2 separate regions of the Cyprinus carpio genome follow, and region 1 is linked to region 2. A link is a contact called in public Hi-C data. All regions are on one chromosome and are shown on one strand. The core of a region is the stretch at or near the end of the contact, and the rest is flanking DNA. Distances in the headings are between cores, read along the strand shown. Region 1 holds the start of LOC109070489 (SPRY domain-containing SOCS box protein 1-like). Region 2 overlaps LOC109110193 (rap1 GTPase-activating protein 1-like).

Region 1 (7,652 bases), core at 3,543-6,042, 43 kb before region 2:
AGCATTAATATGAATGAATATCTCTATATATTTTTGTTTAATAAACAAAGCAGATTGATTTTTAAAACTGGGTTTCATCATGTTATACTCAAACACTCCTAGCACATCTAAAGAAAAGCATCTGTAACTCCACAATGTGAATGACAAAAGCTTTTTTACTATGAGCTATCTTCTCCGGTTCTGGGGTTGATAGTTTACTATGGGCTGTCAAACCCGCTGTCAGCCACACATGCTCTGCTATAGAGGGGGAGTGATTTGCAGGTTGCCTGGTGGGACTGTGTATTGATTAGCTTGAAATTACTGGTTTTAAAAGGTTAGCGAAAAAGAGAAGATGTAAGCTGCCCGCTCACAGCAGTGTCTGCATGCTCACCGGCAGTAATCAGCATCTTCAGCATATTGTGCTAACACTGCACAGGAAAATGTGAATTTCACTGAGAGACAGCTGAGTGCTGGGTAATTTAATTCAGGACTCTCTCTCAGCCAGAAGTGTAAAACGAGCCATATAACCTTCAAAACCACACAACCTTTCATCTGATCATAAAGGATGACTGACAAATAAGAGCAGTTAGCATTTAAGGAAATTACATATGCCAAATGCTGAAAACTATTCCTGAAAAATGCTCAAGCAGAAATCTGATCAGCAAATTAATGCGTATAAAAACAAAGAAATTTTGGTTCAAATGTTCACAAAAGTGAAAAGTGATTTATAACCTAATTCAAACTTGGAAATGAACAGAAAGATTTATGATTTTGAACAAAGTAATATTAAAGAAATCTTATGGCAGAAAATAAATGTTCTCATTTCAATTAAAGCACTTTAAAGATGCTTTTTGGATCAATCTCGAATCATGCTGCATAACACGATTACCAGCTTTTACACAAACTATATACTAATACATTTATGTACATAAATATAACAAAATATAACATGATAAAATATTTCAGTTTTTTTTTTATAAATTATAATAGTTTTATAAAATCTATTAAACTAAAAAAATCATTCATTAATAATCAGATAAAGTGATTTAATTAAATATTTCTACATTATATGAATTTTAGCACGGCAAATCTGTTACCTAAAAAACCCATTTACTGTCTGCGCTTCTTTCATATTTTCTCAGGACATTTAAGAATATATTTGAAGGCTTCCTGCAGTTGTGCCATGCAACTCTAAACACAAGGTGGCAGGAAAGGGCTGTCTTTCCCTAATTTATTCTGTCTTAAGCCATCACAGTGCATTATTGTTCTGTAGCTCAAGAGTTCATTCATAACGACAATCATAAGAACAATGATTTTGACTAATCTTAACAAAATTAAATATAACAAATTCTCCTTTTTCCGCACCACCTCCATTCACCTTCCAAAGCTGCTTTGAATGTCAAAACCTAGTAGTAACATTAAGCAAATAATCAGCCTGTAAAAATGAGGCCTAGACTGCACTGTAGCTTATTAGGATAAAGGAAAACAATGAAGCCCATATATTTCACTTAAATGCAAAAACGTGCATATGTTCCTGACCAAATTTGAGTTTTAGCTGAGCTCTTAACAGCAATCTTTTGTAAAGACAATAAGCGCTAATATATGCAAAAACCAGCACAACAATTTAAAACTACACAAGCAAATACTTCAGTCCAAACTAAAACTCTTAAGTCTGAAAAAAAAATATCAGCCTGTTTTTCAGTATACTACTGCTGTGCCAACAAAGTGAAATATCCATTCACCAGTATGCCAGTCCTTCATTTCACAGCATGGCCTCACTTATGGCTTCCATATGAAATAAACAGCATCTGTGCTGGAGAAAGTTTACCCAGCCTGCTGTAAGAATGACTCAGTGCATAGAGAGAGTAAATGTGTCAGAGTGTTTTGTGACGGTGGGATTAGCTCACAGTAAATTTCCTTTTCCTTATGACACGCAACCCATGCTCACATTCCTGTTCTCAGTTCCAGTTCCTGAAAAGAATGAGGTGCCTGTGCAGAGATGTTTGGAGCTTTGGTGAGGAAACATAGCAGGTGAGTCCCTCAGAATCAAGCACTTGTTTGTTGCTGCTGGTAGAAAAGGAAACCAAACTGCAATGGTATATAAATACAACAGAGCTGGTTTTAAAAGATAAAAAATGTGCTTTTCTGTGTATGAGAGAAACTGTTATGCAACAATAGTTTTAGGGAGGATTCTGTATATCATGTATAACCATTTTAACACTTGTTTGGCTGATTTAAAAGTAATAGTCTCCTAAATATTTTAACTGTAACTGTGTAATCCTTTTCCACAGTTGGCAGCATAATTCTTAGAAAGTACACAGTAACTTTTTCCACTGGAGTCCAAGCCTGACTGTTTGTGACATTTATTTAGTTTTATATACGGATAGTGTGGCTTTCCGAGCAAGAAACAAAGAGCTAAGACGAATGTGTTTGCTTTTTCTCATGTGAAAGGTAGCAGTGGCTCTTAGAGGTTGTCTGGCTAAACAAAAACAGTCAGTGGTATTGTGCAACTTCAGTATGCTTGCCATTATTCAGCCTTATTGAAACACACTTGGTCTGGCATGAAGAACTGAGGCTAATCATGTAAATCTTAAACAACTAAACCCAGAGTGGTCAACTAGGGATCCCTGAAAGTGCTCCATGGGGTCCAAGTAGATGTTTAAAATAAAACCACATAATAAACCTTAATTTTAAATACATTTCTAGTGTATATCGTCCAACTTTAAACATATCTATATCTATTATGTAATGTTCGTTAAAGGAATAGTTCACCCAAAATTGTAAATTTTATAAAATTGTAAATTTGCTCACCCCTCAGGCCATCAAGGATGTAAATGATTTTGTTTCTTCACTGTAACAGATTTGGAGAAAGCATACATTACTTGCTCACCAATGGATCCTCTGCAGTGAATGGGTGCCGCCAGAATGAGAGTGCAATCAGCTGAGAAAAACATCACAATAATCCAGAAGTGAATCACATGACTCCAGTCCATCAACTAACATTATGTGAAGGAAAAAGCTGCATGTTTATAAGACACAAATGCATCATTAAGACATTTTAACAGCAACACATCAGTCCATAATTTATTATAGCTTCCTCCAGTAATAAAAAATCCATCCTCTCTTGTTCTCTTACATCAAAATCCATTTAAATATTTGTTTAGAACTGTTTTTTACCTGTGTTCACTTGCACATGATTTGTGCATATTTCTCTCATGAATCAGACATATTTTTTTCTTTTTACTGGAGAAGGCAATATCATGCTCTAATCTAGCCAGAAGAAATTATCTGAAGTTAAACAATGCCTTAATGTGTGTGGATTACTTGTGGATCATAGTGGTGTTTTCATACGCTGTCTGGACTCTCATTCTGACGGCACCCATTCACTGCAGAGGATCCACTGGTGAGCAAGTGATGCAATGCTGAATTTCTCAATGTTCAATTTTGGGTTAACAATTGCTTTAATGTTTTTAATAAAAATTTGAAAGTATTTCTGAGAAAATCTAGCTTTTTTACACTGAAGGTCCATGAGATCCCGGTACTGAGAAGGTTGAAAACTACTGAGAAGCAAAGCCAATGTAAACCAGTGCAAGAAAGGCCAATAAAACAATAAGGAAACAAAAGGATTTGTAAGATCTTGGATTCTGTTGGTAAATAATATGCCTTTCTGTTATGTGATTGTTCTAGGCATGTCAAAGACGCTTTGAATTTGTGAGTAATCAGAGTGAACACAAGGGGACAGTAAAATACTTCACAAGTCCCTCAGTGCCAATGGTAATATGGTTAAGGCAAGAATGTGATTCTTAGCTAGTTTAATATAACTTGCTATTTCTTTCTACCATCACTGCTTACCTCTTCGCTGTCACTGAAGTCTACATCAGAGGGAAAATATCTACTCCACCCTATAACAGAATGGTTTGAGAAAACTAGCGACCACAGAGATGGGCTCAGGAGGAGTGATACATTGTGTAAGGTCTATGGAGGAGTTATTATGTGTCTCCAGACAGTTTGGGTTGCCAAGATGCCTCATTCTCTGTTGAGTCACATAGAGAGGAGCCACATGAATCAGTGTCTTCAATGGAAATGCAGTCATCACACAAAAGGGTGCAACAACTTCTAGGTCGAAGTGCAGTCAGTCTGAAAGTGAATATGAAATTGCAGACATTACTGTGAATCGAAAAAGAGGATGTGACCAAGCATTCAAGATTGGGGGTCACTGGAAAGCAATATAAATCAATCACTACTTTTGCCTAAATAAGCTGTCAGAAAATCACTATTTATTAAAAGGCAATATTTACCTCTGGAAAAAAAAAATGAAAGTAATATAAATACTACATTAAAGTAGCTGTAAAGCCCTAGAATAATAAAAAAAAAAATTATGAAATATATCAAATTTGAGATAATTAATAAACAGGGGTACTTGCTACAGGGCACATTAAACATGTCTACTTATATATTATATATAAATGTATATTTTTGGCCATTTCTGACCATTTTTTTTTTCCATTAAAAGAGAGAGATACACCAATACTGGGTAATACGTCTACAAAGAGACCTAAAATACCAATATGGTTCATATTCAATTCACTTTAATAATAAAGGGTGAGTCAGTGGCTCATAAATAAAACAATTGCGTTTGCTTTGCTAACTATTAGGACTACAAAGATGGTAAATTAAAATAAAAATGAAAGAAAGTTCTAGCGCCTAAATATATATCTGGCATGCACATAGAGGGTGATTATGCCATCAATATGTAGTCCACAATTAGCAGGGTTTATCAGGGGAAATGTGCTAAACAACAACTCAGCTCAATTGGGAGGGACGTTCAGCAGCAGCTGGAAGCTATTTGACCACGTGACTGAATAGACGTTTCTATCGCTGTTAGCAGCCATCATTTCACCCAATACAAGCCTGTGCTAAAAAGACATAGAGAGGAGATAATAGACTAGTCATGGATTTGCACGGGAATACCGACTGAAAGGAACACTCGCTCCACTCCTTCGCCCATGGTTTATTTCCCGGTATGTATCAGTTGCAGGTACGGTCTGAAATAATTACGGTTTAACACATTTGTCTGTCTTTTTTCTTTGTTGTGTGTTCACATGCACACAGTCGCGGTTTCCCAAGCTTTCCCAATACAAACATCCAGTCGACGCGCTCATTCAACAAGCCGAAGTTATAAAACGGGAAATGCGATATAAACGCGCTAGACTGTGGCACGTTTCCTATTGCATCTCAGTGTAAATAATGAATTAACATACACCAAGCAACAACCACTTCCTGCGTTTGTAACGAGTCTGAAATGGATTCTTAAACCGACAAAGATGTCTCGTGGACCTACATTTAATAGTTTCAAACACTAGTTTGGCAGCATCAGGAGATTTGTGGCTGATTATTTTGTTCGTTGCTTGCATTTAACCTCTCTGCGAAAGGCCAGGTAACGTTAGTCGCAATGCACTAATTACTTTGGTGTGTGTACATGAGAATTGTGCTTGTAGCCGTTTCAACTTGTACTCCACGACAGTAAAGACGTTTGTCCCAGACAATGCTGGAGAGGCTTTACTTTCGGTTTAAGGTCTTAAAGACCTATTGCATTTGGTCTGGAGGCATTTGTGTTAAGCTATCTCTACTTGTATGATAAGTGAAGACGACGTCATCGTCTATTTAGGATTTGTATACTCACTACTATTAGGCCTGTTTTAAGTTATTTGTTTGGTGTTCTAAGAGTGCTAATTAATAGCAGCACTGTCAATTTAGAAGTAATTTGTTCTTTTGTAAAATAAGTGGAATCATTTGCATTTACCTGCAGCTGGGAGTGGGCCTTTGAGATTAGCATTGCTGTTTTTTTTTTCACTCACCCCAGAGCTCTCCGAGCTGGAAACTTAAAAACATGGAGTGGATTTGAAGCGGAGTGACTTCAGAAAGCTTTGAGGGGAAAGGGGAAATCTTTGTCCCGCTCCAGTCAACTGATGTAACAGGCCGGACTTTGATCTGTGTTGCTTGATAATAAGCAAATAATGCTTTGGCTTCTTTTTGCCGAAAAGATAAATAACTGTTAAATTTTTGTCTAAATCTAAATGACTCAATTTTAACTTCTTTTTTTTTAAGCAGTTCTTTAATAAAATATCTCGCGTTTTATATTTAAAGATACAGAAGTCTTCCTGTCAGTGTCTTTGTCACTGTCATTTATTTTCTTTTGCCATATCACTGCCATAAATATGAAGTTAGTTTTATTGCTGCAACTCAAATTTTAGTTTAGCAAGTATTTCAGTGGAAACATTGGTTAATGGTAACTTAGGTTTGTAAGGGGTTTCTCGTCAATGGGTGTTGAGATGACCCGCAGAGACATCAGCTCTGTGTTTGATCTATTTAATGTCCGATTACTCTGGTTGATGTATTCAAGGCAGATTAATCTTGCCTTTGTGTTTGCAAGAACCGTAGGACTGATTTGAGTTAACAGTGTCTGTACTACAGTAAATGCTCCCGACTGCACACAGATGTTTGTAGGACTGTATTACAGGTAACTCCTCTGACTCGGTGCTGTAGAGGATATCCTACTGAACTGACCTGGATTACAACAGTGCAAATGTTGAAAGTTAATATGTTTAAGTGTGATTTGCTCTCCTTCCCATTCACTAAAGGCCAGGACACACCATTTTGATTATCAGTAATGTTGATAACTTTAGTCATTTTAAGTGGCTCATGTTGTTATGAAAACATTTAGGTATTAGAATGTTTGGGAAAGATCCAAAACATTTTAAACAGCCTTCTGTATCTACACTGCAAACTACCGCCGACGTGAGACCTATGAGAGCCGACGAGTGGAACATACCAAACAAACTAGCTTGCCGTCGCCGACCGTCGGCTTGGTGTGTCCTGGCCTTAAGACTGCTTGTCTGGGTTGGGTTAATTAATGTGGTATGGCCTGGCTTTTTAAGGGTTAAGAGATGAAACCATTAAAACTAAAGGTTCTTCTGTGGTTCATAGGCCCTTATTTTATCAAGAATCGTTGTGCGAATAAAAAGCTCTTGATACATTTAAAGGTTCTTCAGGTTAGTGTATTGTTTCTTTAAAGAACATGTTTTTCAGGAAGAACTCAAGAAGAATTTTTAAATTATCTTAAAGGATTAGTTAACTTCCAGAATAAAAAAAATCCTGAATTTACTCATCTCCATGTCATCCAAGATGTTTGTCTTTGTGTCTTCAGTCGCAAAGAAATTAAGGTTTTTGAGGAAAACATTCCAGGATTTTTCACCATATAATGGACTGCAATGGGAACCAACGGGTTGAAGGTCCAAATTGCAGTTTCAGTGCAGCTTCAAAGGGCTCTGCACGATCCCAGCCGAGGAATAAGGGTCTTATCTAGTGAAACGATAGCCCATTTTCTTAAAATAAACATTTGTATACTTTTTAACCACAAATGCTCGTCTTGCACTAGCTCGACTTCACTCATTACGTAGTCACGTTGGAAAGGTCACGCGTGATGTAGGCAGAAGTACCAACCCAGTGTTTACATAGCAAACAACAATGTCAGATGATTGAGTTGGAGGAGAAAATGACTTTCTGAACCGGAGTTTGGAGGAGAAAATGAGACAGAGTTTTAACTTTCTTTAGTGTGTAGTTGGTGTGGGAAGTTGGGCTGGTTTTTGACGTGCATTTGTTGTTAAAGTATA
Region 2 (7,452 bases), core at 1,546-4,045:
TTTTAAACTATCTATTTACAATAGAATCCTGATTTTTTTTTTTTTATCATGGTTTCTGAAAACTTTTAAGTAACACAACTGTTTTCAACACTGATAATAATAAAAATGTTTCTTGAGCAGAAATTCAGCTTTTTAGAATGACTTCTCATGTGAGGATCATGTGACACTGAAGACTGGAGTAATGACTCCTGAAAATTCAGCTTTGCATCATGATCCTAACTGTAAAATGATCCTAAACTATAAAATTCACAATATTACTGATTTAACTGTAAAAATAAATGGAACCTTGTTGAGCTTTATAGACTTCAAAAACTTTACAGGGCCATGCTAACCAGCTAAGCCTTGATCGCCTGGCACTTACTGTCTTTGGAACTTCCAGTACGGTCCTCTACGTCATATTCTTGTAAGACCATCCTGTCCATCCCACTGACGTCTGTGCAAAGACCTTGGCATTTCGAGTACATCATTTTATCAGACTGGTCTATTTGTAACTGCAAACTCTGCCCACATCATCAGATTCTGTCTCTCACACAGTTGGCTAGAAGTTATTTTTATGTATATTTTGACTGCTATAATATACCCTTCCATCAGCTGTGTAAAGTTACATGCTATTTTGTCCATGTGGTTCCTGGAATGTCTTTCCATGTCCGTGCACTCAGTTACGTGTCCACTTCAGCTCAGACTTTACTATTGCACAGACCACATGGAAACGTTCTTCTTCACACACACACACACACACACACACACATTGTCTATAATAAATAAAACAGCTTGAAATAGTATGTCTTGTAAAACGTATAATAATCTATATATATAATATATATATATATATATATATATATATATATATATATATATATATATATATATAAAATAAATACAGCTTGAAATAGTATTGTCTTGTAAAACGTCTAATAATCTATATATATTAATATATATATATATGTTATCAGTGAATGCAAATCATGGTTAAACTGAAGAGATCAGTTGTTGGTTTAAACAGAGGACCTCTGTGTCAGCTTAAACCCTCTTATGGTAAAGTGAGAAGCAAAATGATATTGTGATGAAAACTAAACATTTTAAAGGATGTAAAAAGCCACTTAATTAGCCTCGATAGTCCTCCAGACTCTGCGAGGCGTTGAAGAGTGTGTGAGCAAGGATTTCATGGGTGTGAGGGGAAAAACGAGCCATTAAATGAGGGCTGATGAAAGCAGTGTGAATTATTCATCATATTATGTGACAAAGTGTGAAATGATCGGCTCCATCCTGCACAGTCTCTTCACACTCACGGCCAGCTGCTCACGCTGCACATCTACACTCCAAACACATGGACTCAAACCTGCAGTTCTCTGCCTAAACACACATGCCAACACAACGTATGTAACAGCTCTCCCTTTTTTGCTTGCAACTGTGTGATATCCATACTCTGTGGACAAAACAGGATCTACAAGGCAGTCAATCTATTTTCTTTGGCCAACTAAAAGAAGTGGAGTAAAGGAATATTAAAGGAATATTTCAGGTTCAATACAAGTTAAGCTCAGTTGACATCATTTGTAGCATAATGCTGATCACCTCAAAAAAACATTGATTCGTTTTGACTTGTTCTTGTTTTCAACGTTCAGTGAGTTAAAAACAGAAATGTGAAGCTTGAAAATGTATTTTCTGTCAAAACATTCACATTATTGGATTTGCAATGATGTATAAATAATTTTAATGTTGTATGATTGTAAGTGTTAAAATGTCATGGCAATGAAGTATAAATTTACACAGAAAAGGTTTTTACACAGTAAAATTTTCACACTAAATTCCAGGTTCAATACAACTTTAGCTCAATTATCAGTATTTGTAGCATAGCATGTTGATTTCTACTAAAAATTAATTTCCACTTGAGTGTCAGTATCAGTATAAATATGTTTATTTATTTAATATTTATTTAGACTTGTCACAGAGTGGTCCCATTCACTTTCATTGTAAGGGCCTCACTGTAACCTCAAAAAATATTAAAATATTAACTCTAAAACAGCCACAAAATGTAAACAAATATGTCTTAGCATGATTTTAGCATGAAAATATTACATTTGAACCTTTTCTGTAATGATATGCCTGATATACTATGTTGCCATGACAATGTAAAATCCTAAAACATATGTAAAAGTACTTTTTAATATATTAAGTTTCTCCTTTCTGCTTTTAAATCCTCAAAATTGTACTGTGTTGTGCCTCACTTTAACCTCGAAAACAAGTTGAAATAAATATATTTTTGTAATCAATATTATGCCACAAATGCTGTTGACTGAGCATAACTCTTGCTGAACCCACGATATTCCTGTAAGTAAGGGTCAAACCTAGAGAGAAAACCAGCTGGGGTTATTAGTTTTACATGTACCAGGAGATCACGTCATAACAGGGTTAACAGGTTTGGAAGATGTAATGTAGATGGGCAGTCTGGCCTTTCTGTGACAGTATGAGAAATATGTAATCGAGGAATGTACTGAACTCAAATAGTATATCATGTGATATGTGATCATGTGATTTGCACCAGTTTGTGCTGTTCACTGGTATGCATATTATAAACAGAAAACATCACGCTGAGTCTAGTTTTACAAAGTTTAAGGAATCAGCATAATACACTGCCAGTGCAAAAGGGAAAATAAGTGCAGAATCATGCTGCTTTTATTCCACTGTTCTCTTTCTAAACTGTCATCAGCTCTAGTCATCAGAGCCGTGTTGACAGGCGCTGCTCGTAAGTCTGTGTTCTGACCCTGGGAACTTTTCACAGTTGGGGGGTTGGGAGAACAGCACTGCTTTACAAGAGCTGGAAGTGAGAATGTGTCTCCTCCAAACTCTGATTCATGGCCACCCTCACACCTTACCAGCTGTGTCTGACATCTGTCCACATCATCATCCCACCTCTGACCTTGTGCACACATAGTGGACATATTGAAGTATTCATTCACTGTAGATACTGTGTATCAAAGTGAAAGTATCCTCTATGATGCAATGTTATTTTAGTATTGTTTTGACAGCATAGCTTTTTTTTCTTACTATTAGGCTTGGTAGCCAATAATATCAAATCTGTTAAATTATTTAGTGAACACAAAAACTTTGACAGCCCTGAAAACACACACAAACACACACACACACACACACACACACACACACACACACACACACACTTGCATTTGTGGTTTACGGGGACTCTCCATAGACGTAATGTTTTTTATATGGTCCAAACTGTATTTTCTATCACTTTCTATTTCTATTTTAATTTTAATTGTTTTATTTTACATGGGTTATGAATTACTTTATGTTTTCAGCACCTGCATTTGAAAGAATTTATTTACTGAAATGATGTTTTGAATTATGTAAATGTTGCCCTCTGCTGGTGTGGAAATGCACTTGCAAGTTAATTAGAGCCAGTAGGCCACACAAAAATCACATGCATAATTCCTCATACATACAGTATGCTATATAAATTTGAAAAGCAGAAACTAGACATGTATGTTCCATGAAATATCACACTCAAGTTTATTTGTTTCAGATTTCTTGGGCAGTATGTACAAAAAAAGCAGTATTTACAATGATGATTGCACAGGAAAAGGTCACAGAAGCAGCAGCTAAAAGGAAAGCATAACAACATCTAAAAATGTAAACCCTGTCATCAGCAAGGATTTTGTGCTGCATCTTTTATTTCCAAGACAAATTTGACTTCTGTACAGGAACAGCAATTACAGTCATGTACATGGACACTGCAAATGAACGGTGCTAGAATCATAACTCACCACAAGGGGGCACAGAAACCCTGCGCAGCGCAAACAAAAGCTGACTAAAACCATATTTCCAACATTTTTATTGGTACGCAACTGATCCCATGACCTCTAGGGGTTGTATTTAGTGTGTTAGTAATTCCCTGTAGTTATTGTGATGATGTACAGCCTTTTAGTGCGGTATAAAACAGAAAATAAAAATATAAATAAAAAACCCAAATATTTTTTTTTTATTTTTTTTATGCAACATCTCACAGTGGCAGAGTCCAAAACCTCAGGCAGCTGCCTAATCAGTCTAAAACATCACAGGCATAATGAAACTGCTTTCAGACACATATTATTTTGTTTTTTTCAAATAAGCTAATAAGGCAAAGCTGAATTTTCAGCAGCAGTTGTGCTAGTCTTCAGTGCCACATGATCCTGCAAAGCATTTTTCAGATTTCAGACAGCCAATGTCTGATGTATCATGAGGACGGATCAGTTATGGGAAATGTATAAAACAAACATGGATCAGCAATGAGGACTAGTTTAATTGAAGCCACCAAGGCCAATCATTTATCATAAATAGGTTACAAAAAATTCTGCTAAGCTTTTCCCTTCATATATTTGGACACTTACAGTAAGGCAACCTCGAACCACTCTGCCATATTTAAGCTTCATTTAATGCTTTTTGCCTTTAACAAAGAGCAAACATCATATTGACTGATTTTTGGCATTAACGATTGGTTTATAGATTAGCAACAGCACATTTGTTTTAACTCAAAAGTCCTGTCTAGACTGAGTTTTTAAAAGAGGACTGTCACCTTGGCACACAGTTCAGACATCAAACCATCTGTACGTTCAAACACAAAGCAAAGAAGAGCCAGACTGAAATGAGTCAACATAAGGAAAATGATCTCCACTAGGATTTTTTAGATTTTTAGTAAGTTTGGAAAAAAAGAGTCACTATAAGAAACAAAACTCGAGACCCTGCAGCCCTGATCATGAGCTGCTTGATTGGCAAACAGATAAATAATCAACATGTCGAATTGGTGAAACAAAGCTAAGCATAAAGCATAACTTACGGTTAGTCCTGCTTGGTTAGCTGGTCAGGAAACTAAACTGAATTAGTATGTTAACTCACTGTTGTTGTAACACTGACATGGCTGAACTTCTTATCTGTTTGAGGGTAAGGTAAAGCATTTCCAATGTCTAATATTATATAATTAGAGGGCTTCTGTCACACTTCTTAAAACAGTCATGTTTTGATGCTAATCAAATGTGAACATTTTCATTGACTTACACTCATTATATAATTCCCTATTTCTCCCATGCACAAGGGATAATGGCAGATAAATAAATTATTTAAGAGTAACGGCACCTTCCAGTTTCGCTCAATTTTGAGAAATTCTCACCAAAAAATATGTGGTATAATGAGCTACACTATATATATATATTAGAAATGTTTTAATTCAGTACAAGTACTGGCCGATATTGTATATATAATTGTTCATGCTTTTTTTTTTTACTACATTTTTACTTTTAGATTACCTTTGCCATCATCAAACGCTCACTTAAAGTTTATCTTTAAAAAACAAATAATTTAATAACATTGTTAAATGTAATCTTTAGCAAATCTCAAAATGAATGTCCATTCTCACACTTGGTGCATTTAAAAAGTTTATTTTGTTATTTCTTTTCAAAATAGTATAAAATTTTAATATTGGCGCATCCTACATATTTTAACTGAACTATCAATCGTTGATTAGCAACAGATCTTTTTTTTTGTTTTTTGCAGGAAAACTTTTTGAGTGCTGTTACTCTTAAATAATGCCAAAGGACGTATTACAATGCTGCAATGAATATCAAATTAACCATTTTCACACCTGAAATCTGAATGACAGAACATCAATATCAGAATATGATAAATGGTTTGGTCTCTACGGCCCTGTGCCAAATAGCACATTTGATGTGTACTGTACTTACAGTGAAGTCATCGAGACCGTACCACGTCCCATTTGTCATTTTAGGTTTCAGAAACATACTCTATCGCTGTTGCAGAGTCCACCAGTTGGGACAGCTGAAAAAGCATTTTTCGTGCAAGCAGATGAAATGTTCTTTTGGAGACAAACTTCACAGAATTGAATTTCAGCACAGTGTTAGGACCTCAAATAACCTGCTAGTTAAGCCACTCACCAGCACAGTGGCCTGTCAGTAGACGCTGCTACAGAGGAGGTTCTCATTCATTTACTGATGTACTCACAAGGAGGGTGAAGGACAAGTTGGAAGGAGGGCCAGTGCACAGTCTCTGACTGCCTGTAACAAACTCCTTCCTGTTTCTGGTCAAGTCTGCGAGGGTAGTCATTGCCTGATGGAGATATGGTCACATGATTGTGGTTCTGGGCCATGTACATGTTGTCACTTCTTCAGCCAACCGTTGTCATCGTCCTCTTCTTCATCAAGATCTCCTTTTCTCTCTAAGGTGTTTCTAATGGAAATACTGTTTGGATAATAAGGTTTGGGACAATAATCAGGTCACTGACTCTGCAGTAGCATGAACAACAAACTAAATATGCACTAGAGTTGTCATAAACACTGCATAAACTACATTAAATACATTATCAATGAAAAATTTTATTTATGTCATTTATGCTCACCAAGGCTACATTATTTGATCAAAAATACAGTAATATTGTGAAATATTATTAAAAAAAAAAAAAAAAATCATTTTGAATATATTTAAAAAAGTAATTTAATCCTGTGTTGGCAAACTCCAGTCTTCAGTGTCACATGATCCACAAAATCTTACTGGCCCCAAACTATTAAACAGTAGTGTAAATTATATATATATATATATATATATATATATATATATATATATATATAATTTTTTCTTTTTTTTTTCTTTTTCACGTAAAAAAACTTGGGTTGCCGAGCAAAAAATGTATTATTTTTCTGTACCAATTATTCATAATTCTGGCAAATATTAAAAACTTTAACAATAACTCAAAATATTTTCCATGATTTTGATTGAAAAACAGTTAGGTATTTTATGTTCTGTAAGTTTTCTAAAATTTGTTCTTTCAAAATAGCATCATTCATATGTAAAAGATCTAAAATATGCACCACTTTTCCTATTATGGAAAAGTTGGTAACACTTTATTTAAAGGACCAATTCTCACTATTAACTTGTTGCTTATTAGCATCCATATTACTAGCACATTGGCTGTTTATTAGTAGTTTTAAAGCACATTTTAATGCCTTACTCTGTATGACCATGTTCTAGATTCCTTAATCCTAAACTTAACAACTTCCTTACTATTAACAAGCAGCAAATATTTAGTTTATCGAGGGAAAACTCTTAGTTAATAGTGAATATGTGCTCCATAATCAAAAGTGGTAGTGAAAATTTTTATTATCATTTACTTGCAGAACTTGTGTGTCATAATATTATAATGTAAGATACAGATTATGACATTACATCTTTAGTTGATGAAAGAAAATTAATTCAGTCATGATAGTATATCTAACCTGCTGATGGATGTCCATGAGGCAGTCAAGCAGGAGGGGCTAGCAGTTCTGCATAAATGCACACACAGTAAAAGAGTTACAACAGACACAGTAGTGTTAATTTTGTTAACAAAAACTATGATGAAAAATGTTCATTGATGAGCTTTTTTCCCATGACTGAAAAGAGACGATGATG

Evidence for each region. Hi-C and Micro-C count contacts between places; a contact is called where the count stands out from the background.
Region 1: a Hi-C map of skeletal muscle shows a contact between it and region 2, with 6 times the contacts expected there. The contact joins the promoter of LOC109070489 here to the enhancer-like site in region 2. A contact is called at or near these places in 8 of 8 Hi-C or Micro-C datasets (liver, red blood cells and skeletal muscle).

What each region holds. Positions count from the first base shown.
Region 1 is chrA23:11,413,120-11,420,771 of ASM1834038v1, reverse strand. It overlaps LOC109070489 (SPRY domain-containing SOCS box protein 1-like), which reads left to right and starts at 4,792. Exons shown (of 4, transcript XM_042713144.1): 1 at 4,792-5,017.
Region 2 is chrA23:11,368,799-11,376,250 of ASM1834038v1, reverse strand. It overlaps LOC109110193 (rap1 GTPase-activating protein 1-like), which reads right to left. Exons shown (of 26, transcript XM_042713137.1): 26 at 3,505-6,246. The coding sequence ends at 6,235. Among protein-coding and RNA genes, the nearest start is that of LOC109070489, 43 kb to the left of the region's middle. Within about 2 kb of position 2,795, at least 2 of the 8 cell types and tissues checked have an H3K27ac peak or open chromatin away from gene starts, as enhancers often do. A contact at or near this core is called in skeletal muscle, where this site is marked.